Regions from separate parts of the Hordeum vulgare genome. Here region 1 is linked to region 2. The links are chromatin contacts, called in public Hi-C maps. All regions are on one chromosome and are shown on one strand. The core of a region is the stretch at or near the end of the contact, and the rest is flanking DNA. Distances in the headings are between cores, read along the strand shown. Region 1 holds the start of LOC123424898 (putative disease resistance protein At1g50180). Region 2 holds the start of LOC123424890 (DEAD-box ATP-dependent RNA helicase 10).

Region 1 (5,968 bases), core at 2,895-5,394, 260 kb before region 2:
ATATTTGAGTGCTCCAGCAGATAACGCCGCAGTTTGTTTGTGGGAATCAAATCACAACCCATCGACGGTTCCAATCAAAATATAGATACACACATCATAAATTTTAACCAGTGGCTACATGCCTAGATCTAGATGGGTGCCCCATTTCACCATTTGTAGTTTTGTACTAGTACATTCAGGCAACATACATGCACATATTTGAGGAAAGGCTATAAAGATACATGCTGGAGGGACGGATACATCCTTCTGTCATGCCAGCGCAACAAGGGAAGGAGAATGCCATCTGAATTATGAAATAACAGTAATAATACTTAGACATGTCCGCCACTCATAAATCTTCTTAAAGTTCCACTGGCAAGAAACAGGTAAATCTTCTTAAAGTTTTTTTTCTGTGAATAAATCTTCTTAAAATTCCACTGGCAGGAAGCTTGTAAATCTTCTTAAAGTTCCACTGGCAGGAAGCTTGTAAATCTTCTTAAAGTTCCACTGGCAGGAAGCTTGTAAATCTTCTTAAAGTTCCACCTGCAAGAAACAAATCAGAAAATAACTTGAGCGCGCAAGCTGTTGACCCTAAACCATCATTCCAAACAACAAGGCGGGGAAGGATAGCGAGCAAGTCACAGATAAGTTTAAAACATAACTTTATTATGAGCATCTCGCCCCCTGTACTGAAAATCTATGCACGGACTGTAATATCTGACCATAAACAGTACTTCCTCCGTTCCTAAATATAAGTCTTTTTAGACATTCAACTATGGACTACATACGGAGCAAAATAAGTGAATTTATACTCTAAAGTATGTCTATATACATCCATATGTAGTCCGGAATCTCTAAAAATACTTATATTTAGGAATGGAGGGAGTAGTAATTATTAAAGAAGGACATGACGGCATATTAAAGCTACCTTGCATCCTCTCCGCTCCAGCTCCTTCACTGTGCTGTCATCTCTAAAAATTGGGGACTTGCTGACTAGTTTCAAATTCTTGAGGGATGGAAGATGCAACAGTCCGTTGGGTAACTTCAACATCTCCTTGCACAACCAAAGCTTCAGGTGGGAGAGCTTTGGCATTGGTCCTACCTCCATCCTCCACTCATCGACGGAGAAATTATCAAGTTTTAACTCTTGTAGACGAGGAAACCCTTGGGCGGAAAACGTCATGGTTCGGCCTTTATACCCTGATAACTCCAATACCACGAGACAGGGAAGCTTCTCCAGGATCGGCATCGGGTCTATTTCAATGACACCAGCTTCTAGATAGAGTTGCCGAAGGCTCTGCGGGAAGTGATTACTGTCTGGAAGCTTATCAAGCACACCAAAACAAGATAGATGAATATCAACCAGGTGAGGCATGTATGCAAATATATTCATTATATTTGCATGCATGGGCTTCATTACCAAGAACAAGGTTGTCAGTTGTCTCATTTTTCTCAAAAACGTCACCATGTCATGATAGCGATATTTGGTACCAACAGATGCGCAAGTCAACCATAAGGTCTGGAGCTCTTTGTGTCCCACACACCTTGGTGAAGAAAATCCACTGCTCAGGTAAACATGCCTTAGAGTGGGAATATTCCAAAGAGAGTTTGGTACTGTTGAGTCCAAGTTTGTTTTCCTCAGGTCTATAATCTGCAAGTAAAGGAGTTCTCCAATTGAAGGGAGTGTTACATTTCCACATCTTCTCAACCTAAGGCATCTTAGGTGAATGCACCCACCAATGGCTGGAGATAAATTCTCAAGGTCTGAGTTTTCAATGTGAAGAACTCTCAGGAATCTCAGCTTAGGTAGGAATATTGATGAAAGTTCAAAGCCAACCAGAGTTCGTAGATTAGGAGTTGTTGCCTGTAAAATCTGACCACTGAAGTTTTGGAATGAAGCACGATAGGATATCATGTTATCAGATGATGATGCACCATCCCAGCCTGCATTTTTTTTATAAAGTGCATCCACATGTCAGCAAGAAACACCGTACTAAGACATATATTGAAACCAAAAACAGAGCTATATGAAAAGAGAGGAGAGGAAGCCTGACATGCAGTTTTGTCGATCATATCAAGAAAGCCGTCTTCTCTTGCTTCTTCTATGCACCAGTCACGCAAGATATCATGGATCCTTATTCTTTCAATCCATCCATGTGCTCTGCTTCTATTAACAACTTGGACCAAGCTTCTTTGAGCTAACTCAGTTACATACTTACGTGCTATTTCTTCCAGTGTATGTTTTGGTGTATGTGGAATGAAGCATTCTGCTATCCATAACTCAATAAGATCCGACACAGATATTTCATAATCCTCGGGGAAAGCAGCAACATAGAGGAAACATGATTTTAAATAATGATCTGGTAGGTCATTGTAACTGCGAGCTAGTATGTCTCGCATCATCTGTCCGTCTTTGGTTGATGGCCAGCTCGAGAGTATATCGATCCATGTTTCCTTGTTCAGATTTTTTGACAGATAACCCCCAAAAACTGCAAGTGCAAGCGGTAATCCATTACATTTCCTAGCAAGCTTCTTTCCTAGTTCTTCAAACTCATCCACATCACATACAGCAGACCTGTTGTATGGTGGTAAAGCTTTGCTACTAAAAAGTTCCCAACTTTTCTCTTCGTCTAACTTCTTCAGATGATGGACATGAGTTGGCATTTGCACATGATTCGCAACATCTTGCTTTCGTGTGGTTAACAGTACTCGACTACCATTGGCTACATCTGGAAATGCTTTAACCATTTTGTTTATTTGCTCCCATGTATCTGTTTCCCAAACATCATCAAGAACTACTAAGAATCTTTTTTGCAACAGAAAATCATGTATCTCCTTTCCCACCTCACACTGACGGATATTAAAACCAACTCTGCCCCCCATTATTTGTTCCATAATACTTGTTAGTAAATCAACGGCCTTGAACTTTTGAGACACAGTCACCCAAGCAGCTGTGTCGAAATGTTCTTTTACTCTTGATGAAGTGTAGATTTTTCTAACTAGTGATGTTTTTCCCGCTCCACCCATGGCAACTATGGAGATAGCACTAAGAGTATTGTTCTCTTTGTCAACTAACTTGTCCGTTATTTCTTGGTACTCATCCTCAAAACCGACAATGGCAACATTATCCTCAAAGTTTTGATCCATGAGATCATTTACTCGTGGAAACTCATCCTCGGCACAGCACTTGCCTAGAACACCAGTATCCAAATCAATATTCAAACGGTTTGCACTGTCAAATATCTCGCTGATCTTCCTTCTTATACGTTGGATATCGACACCAACGTTATGAAGGGTAACCATGTCACTTGGCAAGCGAGCATACCTTGAAATGGCACCCAAGAATCCATTCTTCAGCCTGTTTTTCTTCCCCATGTAATCTGCAGCTTCAATGACATTCTCGGACTCATATGTCACGTCCCTGATCTGGCTGAGCCACGTAGCCACACACTCATCTCCTGATTTCCGTTTAGCATCAGCAGATCTAAGGTAGCACTTTAACCGCTTCAGTTCATCTTTCAAGAATCCTACTTCACTAGTGACACCACATAAAAATGAGGTCTCATGAACCGCAAGTTTGCTCACATTCCCGACCACGGCTTTAACAGCAGACTCAGCCATTGATTGCTCCTCCTTGTAGCTGCTCCCAACATAGTTTGTTTAAAAATAACATATATTAGAAATTTCCCTATCTGTAGTACTCCCCCTGTAATCTAACATTAGTGATCTAAAACGTCTTATATTAGTTTATAGAGTACTCCCTCTGTAAACTAATATAAGATCGTTTAGATCACTACTTGTTATCTAAAAGATCTAATATTAGTTTATGGGGGGAGTACTTTTGTAGAGCCAGTAGTTAGAATGGTTATTTGTAGAACCTGCTCTTAGTATGATGATGACTGCACTTAAGCTTCCAATTCCACCAGTGAATTAGTCATAGCAGATAGATCTGACGGTTTGAGCTTCCAATTCCATCAGTAAATCAGTCCTAGCAGATAGATCTGGCGAGAGTGGGAGCTAAAAGCGAGCTGGACACTTGTAATGAGGAGAACTGAAAAGGGGAGATACTCACCGATCGAGGGGATGCATGCCTTCTGCTTGATACTCACTGTTTTGGTACTCTGCTCCCACAAATTCTTCAAGTCCTCACCGTCAGCGTGTGACTCGTCGCCGGTCTCTCTCTCTCTCTCTCCAATTATGTAAATCGTACTAGAGAGAGCACGTTGCTGGGTGGAGAGACAAGTTTTGATTTTTAATGTCTGAGTTGATAAGTAATAGTGTTTTGATTGCAGAGCATGTCGTTATCAGGAAAGATCTGTGACTTTGGCCGTGGAGTGTGAAGGACGAACTGGTGAAGAAAGACCAGTTCTTTGCAAATATTTGTGGGCACTAAGCATCGGTCATCAATGCTTGTTGAATCTTTATGGACTTTTTGTCACCATCGCTGTCGTGATAATACATTTTTTTTAGGAACATGATAATACATTTTCCTACTAAAGTGCAGTCATATTGGTGCCAACCATGTCTATTCGTCCCTGGTGCTGCGTTGAAATGTACCGGCAATATACGAGGATCAATTATATATCTGTCTGGCTTCCTCGTTTTAGTACAACACATATTCATTTGCCTAGATCGATGTTTTGTTGGGTTATCTGAGCATACTTTATGAGAGGCTGGTAACTGTCCCGTATGTGTGGTTCTAGTCGTGATCATGAAAAGAAGCCTTTGTTCTTTAATTATGTACTGACAGTACATTCAGATGTTTCTGTTATTCTTGATTTGCAGCAGAACTCTGAATTCATATCACGTCATTCATGCTGATTTACACAAGCATACGGTCTTCATGAGAATGGTTTCGCTCTTAAAAAGATTGAAAATAAATATACTTAACTGAAGATTTTGCATCAGACTATCATTTGAAATATTGCATCAGATCAGGCTAGCTTGTCGTGTAAAATGTAGCTTGAATTGATCAGATTTAAGAAGGCATAAACACCGACAACCAATCTGGGTAATATTCTGGCTAGCAGGTGACAATTGTGGTATTTTCTGGGGAGCTCTTCAAATTTAAAATGCCATGGGTTGGCATATTTGCAACATCTTTCTTTCTTCTGGTTAACTGTACTCGTTGCTGTTTGTTGCGTGTGGAAAGGCCTTAAGGGCATCTCTAGCATACCCCTTATTATATCGTGGACCCGTATTGCCCGTTTACAGCCTGGTTTAAAAAACCGGACCGGACCGACGGTTAGACCGGAAAAAACTGGAACTGACAGCCTCATTAGATTTTTAACCTAGTAAGACCATTCTGCAATTGAACAGGAGAAAACCGGTCGAACTGTCCGGTTTTCTAAAAAAACAGTAAAAAATCGGGTCACTAAACCGTGAAAACCAGGAAAATATTTTAATAGAATTTGGAAGAAGTGAGATTCGATCGCGAGTCTTGTGAGACATACGCGAGGCCTACCCACGACCCTATAACCAACTCGGCTAGGCTACTTTTTTGTTCATTACATGAAAATAATTTTATTTAACCATTGTTTCACACTATATTAGCACATATATTACTCAACATTTATTTTTTTTTTGTTTAAAAAACCAACAATCGAACCGGTGAACCGACGGTCCGACCGATAAAAACCTGAACCGACAACGTTTCTAGTTCGATGTCCGGTTCGGTTTTTTAAACTATGGGCGCGGGTCGTAGCAGAATAGACCCCGCACCATGGAACTGTAAAACAGAATATTTTACGAGTATTCTATTTTGCGGTGCAGGGTCTGTTCGGTCGCGGCCCGTGCCAGTCCGTAAAACAAGTGGTATTTGCTGAATTTGATTTATATGTCACATATTACACAAAATTATGAATTAAACATAAGATCAAATAAATATATTTCAATTATCCAAACCATAATATTACAATACTTATTCAGATCACCGAATCAAAGTAATAATTCAATACAAAAATTGTTATGAATACAACAATGATATAAA
Region 2 (5,923 bases), core at 3,024-5,523:
ATGCACCACGTGGACATGCTTGTTGGCGCCCTTCTCCCACACATTAATGTGTTTAATTAATAATAATAATGGCGTGGTGGCCGGGTGCACCAAGGTTTAGTAAATGAGGAGACACCGGGAGTGTAAAATAACAGGAAATTTCCTGTTTTCAGTGAAATGTTTAGTACTCTGTATGGCAGTTTGAATGAAGTGTTTATTCCAACAAAAAAAAGATTAGTAATCGAGAAGTTCTATTTTTTTCCGTTATGAAACTTTGATTTGAAAATTTAAATTCTTCTACATTGGATGGTTAGCTGCAGCAATGAATTTGGATCAACCTTTCTACTACCCTGCACCTAGGTAGAATAATAGTGGTCGAAAATCCATTTCTAAGCCCAAGATCATCTGCACCGGTGCTAAATAAAAAAATCAAAACAAAATACTATTTAAAAAAAATCCTCTTTTTGCATGGTAGATAATTTGATGCCTGAGGTCTGCTCTAATTTTTGAATCATTAGAACATCTGAGCAACTCTCGGAAAAAAGACAAATTCAGGGTCTTTAACATAATTTAGTGTACATCCACTTTTTTTGACACGAATTGTTTTTTTTTTTGCTGAGAGCTCACGCAAGAGCTTATCTACCATGAGAAAAAAAATGCAAATTTTGGATTTTTAGTATTTGTTTTAGTTTTTTTTTGAACAACTGCAGATGAATCTGTGCACCGAAGCGCTGCATTCAATAGTCGTTTTCTATTACTAGCAAAACGGCCCGTGCGTTGCAACGGAAGAAAAAATATCATAATTTTCAACAGCGATAACCATATTTTGCTACATCACCGAAATACATCACTCTCATTTTTGTGAAATCATATTTTCTAAAAATATTTGAAATTGTGATAAAAATTCAAGTTCGTGAACATTTTCTAAAATCAGGAATACATTTTAGATTCATGAACATTTTATACTTTTTGCATATATATATTTGAGGGACAAAACAAAAAGTTTATGTTGACAGCAATACTCCTCTAAATGGCATATACTGTCAGACTTTGTTTTGTAGTGAAGATTTTAGACACCAAAACCTGAAAAGTAGTACAATTCAGAAAAAAAAAAGGTAAAAGAGATACTGAAATTAAAAAGCAAAAATAATAATTGAGGAAAGGCAACAACAGGGATCGAACTCGGGCCTCCCGGATGAAAGAGCGTGTCTCAAGGATACGCGAGGAACTGTTATATATTCAGTATTATTTTATATGGAGGATGGACGAACGACTGACTTCAAAACTAAGAGGAAACCAAATCGTTTTTTCCACTCATCGGTGGCATAGGGGCGTAATTCCTGCGAAGTCTAGGGGCAATTCCGTAACGGACGACAGAAGCAGTAACTCCTTTATTATTAGGGAGAGATTTGCACACCCCGGACGTGCTTGGGCCTTGCCGCTTCTTCGCCTTGCATCGTATTCTTATGTTTTTTCGTTTTGTCAACGATTTTCTACATGGCGTGATTTTTTGGTCTTTTACAGTGGATGTGGAGTATTTGAGCTCGAGCTCAAATGCACCCGCATGAATAGTAAAATCGAAAAAAAAACATTTCAAAAATTTCTGACTTTTTTATGATGAACTTTGACAAAAATTTAAGTGCTTGTATATTTTCATCACGAGGTACCATTTGAGTAAGGCGTGAAAAAAATATACAAAAACAATGCTCTGAAAATGCTACTTTTGAAAGCATTTTGAAACACTGATTTTATTTTTTGCCACGCCTTACACATCTTATGATGAAAATTTGCGAGCACTTAGAACATTTGTCAAAGTTTATCACAAAAAATGTTCAGAATTTTTTAAAACGTTTTTATTTTATTTTAATGTTCATGCAAGTGCATTTGAGCTCGAGCTCAAAAGGGTACTTTCTCCTTGCAGAGGGCACTTCCATCGTCTTTGGTAATGACAACTGACACATTGCGTGTGCGTCGCTACCTGGAAGTTTTCTCTTTTTTGTTCACGGACTTATTTTTTTCCAAACATTTTATCTCTTACTCCAAATCACAAATCATTTTCGTAATTGAATTTCTCACGTCAAGATATTTGTAACTAGGTGCAATGTTAATATGTTTTGACAAACTTGCATTTTCTTCTTTTTTTGAAAACATAGAGCTATGCTTTTTTCCCTTTTTGGGCAGGCACATATGTGCCTTTCCCTTTTTGGTAAGCACATTTGTGTTTCTCATGAAAACACACATCATAAATCTCGTAGAACCACATTTATGCTTCTAGCAGAAGCATATATTATACTTCTCGCGAAAAAAAGCATTGTTTCTATTTCTTTCAACAAAACCAAAGGAAAACCAAGCAAAAATCGAAACTAGAAACAAGCAAACGAAATCTGTAAACACGTGAAGAGAAAAAAAAGAGCAAAATCCGTAGGGAGCACCAATGTGCACCAAAAGTGATCTATGAGTTTCTCTTTGATTGTACCCTCCAATTGCTTGCTCCCGACAAATAGGAGCACCTACGTGTAATATCTTCTCAGTTTTTATTTACTTCGTATGGGAACATTACAAAGTTTTTTTATTGAACGAGGAAGGACAGATTGGCCCTTATATTGCATGTGATAATATGGTTACATCATCAGGTAGGGTATAAATGAGGAAGCCAGGGGGCTCCTCCATCCACTTTCTAGTTCTAGTGGGTTCGGCAAATCTAGCTAAGGTATGAGCAACCGTGTTTGCTTCCTAGGACAGAAAACAAAGTGGATAGAACTAAAATTCTTGGCAAAGAAAGAGCATTCTTCGTAAACAGCAGCCGCCGGTCCGAGGGAATTGCCATCTTGTATCATGGTGTCTATCACCTCCGTGCAGTCGGACTCAACTACAAGTTTCTGCACTCCCACCTCACTAGCCAGAATAAGTCCATCTCTGAGTGCTCTTGCTTCGGCCGAGCTGGTGTCTTCGGCAAACGGAATCCCACTGCATGAGGCGGCGATGAAAGTACCTCTGTCGTTCCGCAACACAGCCCCTGTGCTTCCCGTCCCCGAATCGCTAGAAAACCCAGCGTCGACATTAAGCTTATAAAGACCCTCAGGTGGCCGCTGCCATCCGTGCCGAACTACCCCTTCTTCTTCTCCCTAGCCCTAGCAAAGTTCTTCGCAAGAGCTGATATTGCATGCGCTGATCTGGGAGCCTCAAAAATTTCCTCGCCATGGGTGAAGTTCCTCCTTTCCCACCATACATACCAGACGGTAGTTGCAATTAGTTCACCACGACCGACATCCGATAGGTGTGAGCTAATTTTGCTCTTAGATAAGAGCAGTTCCGAGAGGATGGCACTCCCATCTCGCTCCATTGTACAGGTCTGTTGCACAAGGCTGTAAAGCCCCAAGATTCTCCAGATATCTTGCACTCTCGGGCATTGGAAGAAGGCGTGTTTAATGCTCTCACAATCTGTTGTACACAACGGGCATTGGGAGCTAGCCATGATATGACGATTGGCCAATACACCATAGCAGGGTATTGCTCCCAACAGAGATTTCCATAGATGGATTTAATCTTTGCAGGGATCCGCAGTTTCCATATGGTTCTACAAATTGGACTATTACCTGAGGATTGGTTTGTGTTTGTTCTCCTCAACTTTCACCCATGTTGGAATTCCCACTCTTCATGGTAAGCCGATCTAACAGAAAAGATCCCATGCTTGTCTGGGTGCCAAGAAACAAAATCAAACATCATTCCCAAAGCGAGTGGGATATTCATAATGCGTTGTCCATCTACCGGCCAGAACAGATCATTGATGAGCTCCTCGTCCCACGCTCTGCTATTTGCATCTATGAGTTCAGATACTTTAGTAAGAACTATAGTGTTCCTTGGAACATTACAAAGTTTGATTAAGTTTATTGAAAACAATCTATTTTTTCACACTAACAAATACTTCTTCTGTCTCAAAATAAGTGTCTTAAGCTTAGTATAATTTTGTACTAGAGGTAGTATAAAATCGAGACATTTATTTTGGGAGGGAGGGAGTACATATGATATTCTGTATTCAATAATGAATCTGAAGGTATTGATTTGGTATTGTGTATGTTAATAATTTATTTATAAATTAATTCAAAGTTTAAAGAGTTGGTTTCAAGACAAAGGTAATATGCCAAGTAAATAAAAACAAAAGGAGTATATGAAGTGGGCCATTCCCGGACCGAGGCCGCTCCCAGCGGCCAGGCCGAGCATGCCGGCCCACGAGATTTTCCCACCCTCCGCTTCGTCCGCTAGGGTTTATGCCGCCGCGCCGACCCCGCGGCCGTGTGCGCCAAGTTCTGTCTCCCGTCACATAACCAGCAACCGCCGAGCGCCACGCCTAGCAGACCAACCCCACGCCGCCGCCGCATTCACCCACGCGCGCACAGAAGACTCCAGTCTTCTCCTCTCCTCTCCTCTCCCCCCGTAGCCATGGCGGTGGTGGACAAGGCGGCCGCCGGGGGCGGCGAGGCGCAGCAGCGGGAGCCGGAGCCGGCGGCCGAGGCGTCGACGTTCGCGGAGCTGGGCATCTGCCGCGAGCTGGTGGAGGCCTGCGACGCCATGGGGTGGAAGCAGCCCACCAAGATCCAGGCGGGGGCCATCCCCCACGCCCTCCAAGGTACTACCGGCGGCGCCGCCGGCCGTTTATGCGTGCAGCTGTGGTGGTCGCGGGTCGTTGATTCTGGGTTCGGATTTTTGGGCGCAGGGAGGGACGTGATTGGGCTGGGGCAGACGGGGTCCGGGAAGACGGGCGCTTTCGCGCTGCCCATCATCCAGGCGCTGCTCGAGCACCGCCAGCCCTTCTTCGCCTGCGTCATGTCGCCAACGAGGTTACTTTCCTTTGCCTCTCCTTCCCGAGATACATTTCCTTTTTCGATAGCTTGCGTGGAAGCTTACCCTGAGGCTGTGGGGGTTCAGGGAGCTAGCCATTCAGATTGCAGAGCAGTTCGAGGCGCTAGGGTCAGGGATCGGCTTGGTTTGCTCAGTGGTAAGTGGCGCTGATACAATTGACTGTTTATCCAGTTCTGCTACTAATTACTCCCTCCGTTCCTAAATATAAGACCTTTTAGAGATTGCACTATGAACTACATACGGATGTACATAGAGATATTTTAGAGTATATATTCATTCATTTTGCTCCGTATGTAGTCTCCTAGTGAAATCTCTAAAAGGTCTTATATTTTGGAACGGAGGGAGTATATGCTACAACCAATTGGATGCGCATACTGCAATATGCTTTGTGTCTTTGCGCGCATCCTAGGTCTGATTAACTAATTGTTGTAATAGCTGGCTGTGAATTGTTGGCTACCTGCCTTTGATCGTATTGCGCGCATAACATGAAGAGGAGTAATGTCAGGGTGCTGTTTTGAATTCTGAATATATGTAGCCTATTTCAACTTTGGTGAAGCCAAAGCATAGGGGAACATAGTTATTACTATATTTTTTTAAAGATCATAACTAAATTGAATAAGTTTGTCGCTTTACGAGCCCATAAGGACAATTTTAGTGTTTGTTGATGACCTTTCTCCTCCACAACGGCAAGACTGCTTCAGTGTTTCACTTTCACGCTGATTACTTCTGCTCAGTATACTTAGATGAAATTTTCTATCTTCTATTGCATTAAGATGTCTCTTGGTGACCATGGTACAACCTACTTAAATCAAGTATTCGTCAACAATAGGAGACTATTGAGTTACTGTTTTAAGGTATTTCCCCCTTTTCAGCTTGTTGGAGGAGTTGACCGGATGCAGCAAGTGTTATCCATTGCAAAACGTCCACATATTGTGGTGAGTATCCTCTACCCAATCCTAACCTAATAAGTACAATATAGGTTCTGTATTCTCTGTGCTTTGAAATTGCAAGTGAGTCATGTAGATTAAAATCCACACACAACCATCAACTCCTTCAAATCCCAAAGTGGAAAAAAGCTCTGGCA

The links. Hi-C and Micro-C count contacts between places; a contact is called where the count stands out from the background.
Region 1: a contact with region 2 is called in a Hi-C map of seedling, with 3 times the contacts expected there. The contact joins the promoter of LOC123424898 here to the promoter of LOC123424890 in region 2. A contact is called at or near these places in 2 of 6 Hi-C or Micro-C datasets (leaf and seedling).

The regions. Positions count from the first base shown.
Region 1 is chr2H:55,512,774-55,518,741 of MorexV3_pseudomolecules_assembly, reverse strand. LOC123424898 (putative disease resistance protein At1g50180) reads right to left here and starts at 4,144. Exons shown (of 5, transcript XM_045108590.1): 1 at 4,052-4,144; 2 at 3,858-3,941; 3 at 2,034-3,619; 4 at 908-1,923; 5 at 1-522. The coding sequence starts at 3,600. The coding sequence ends at 511. LOC123424900 (a long non-coding RNA gene) reads left to right here. Exons shown (of 3, transcript XR_006621758.1): 3 at 3,958-4,715.
Region 2 is chr2H:55,248,634-55,254,556 of MorexV3_pseudomolecules_assembly, reverse strand. LOC123424890 (DEAD-box ATP-dependent RNA helicase 10) reads left to right here and starts at 4,273. Exons shown (of 13, transcript XM_045108581.1): 1 at 4,273-4,606; 2 at 4,694-4,817; 3 at 4,906-4,975; 4 at 5,712-5,774. The coding sequence starts at 4,420.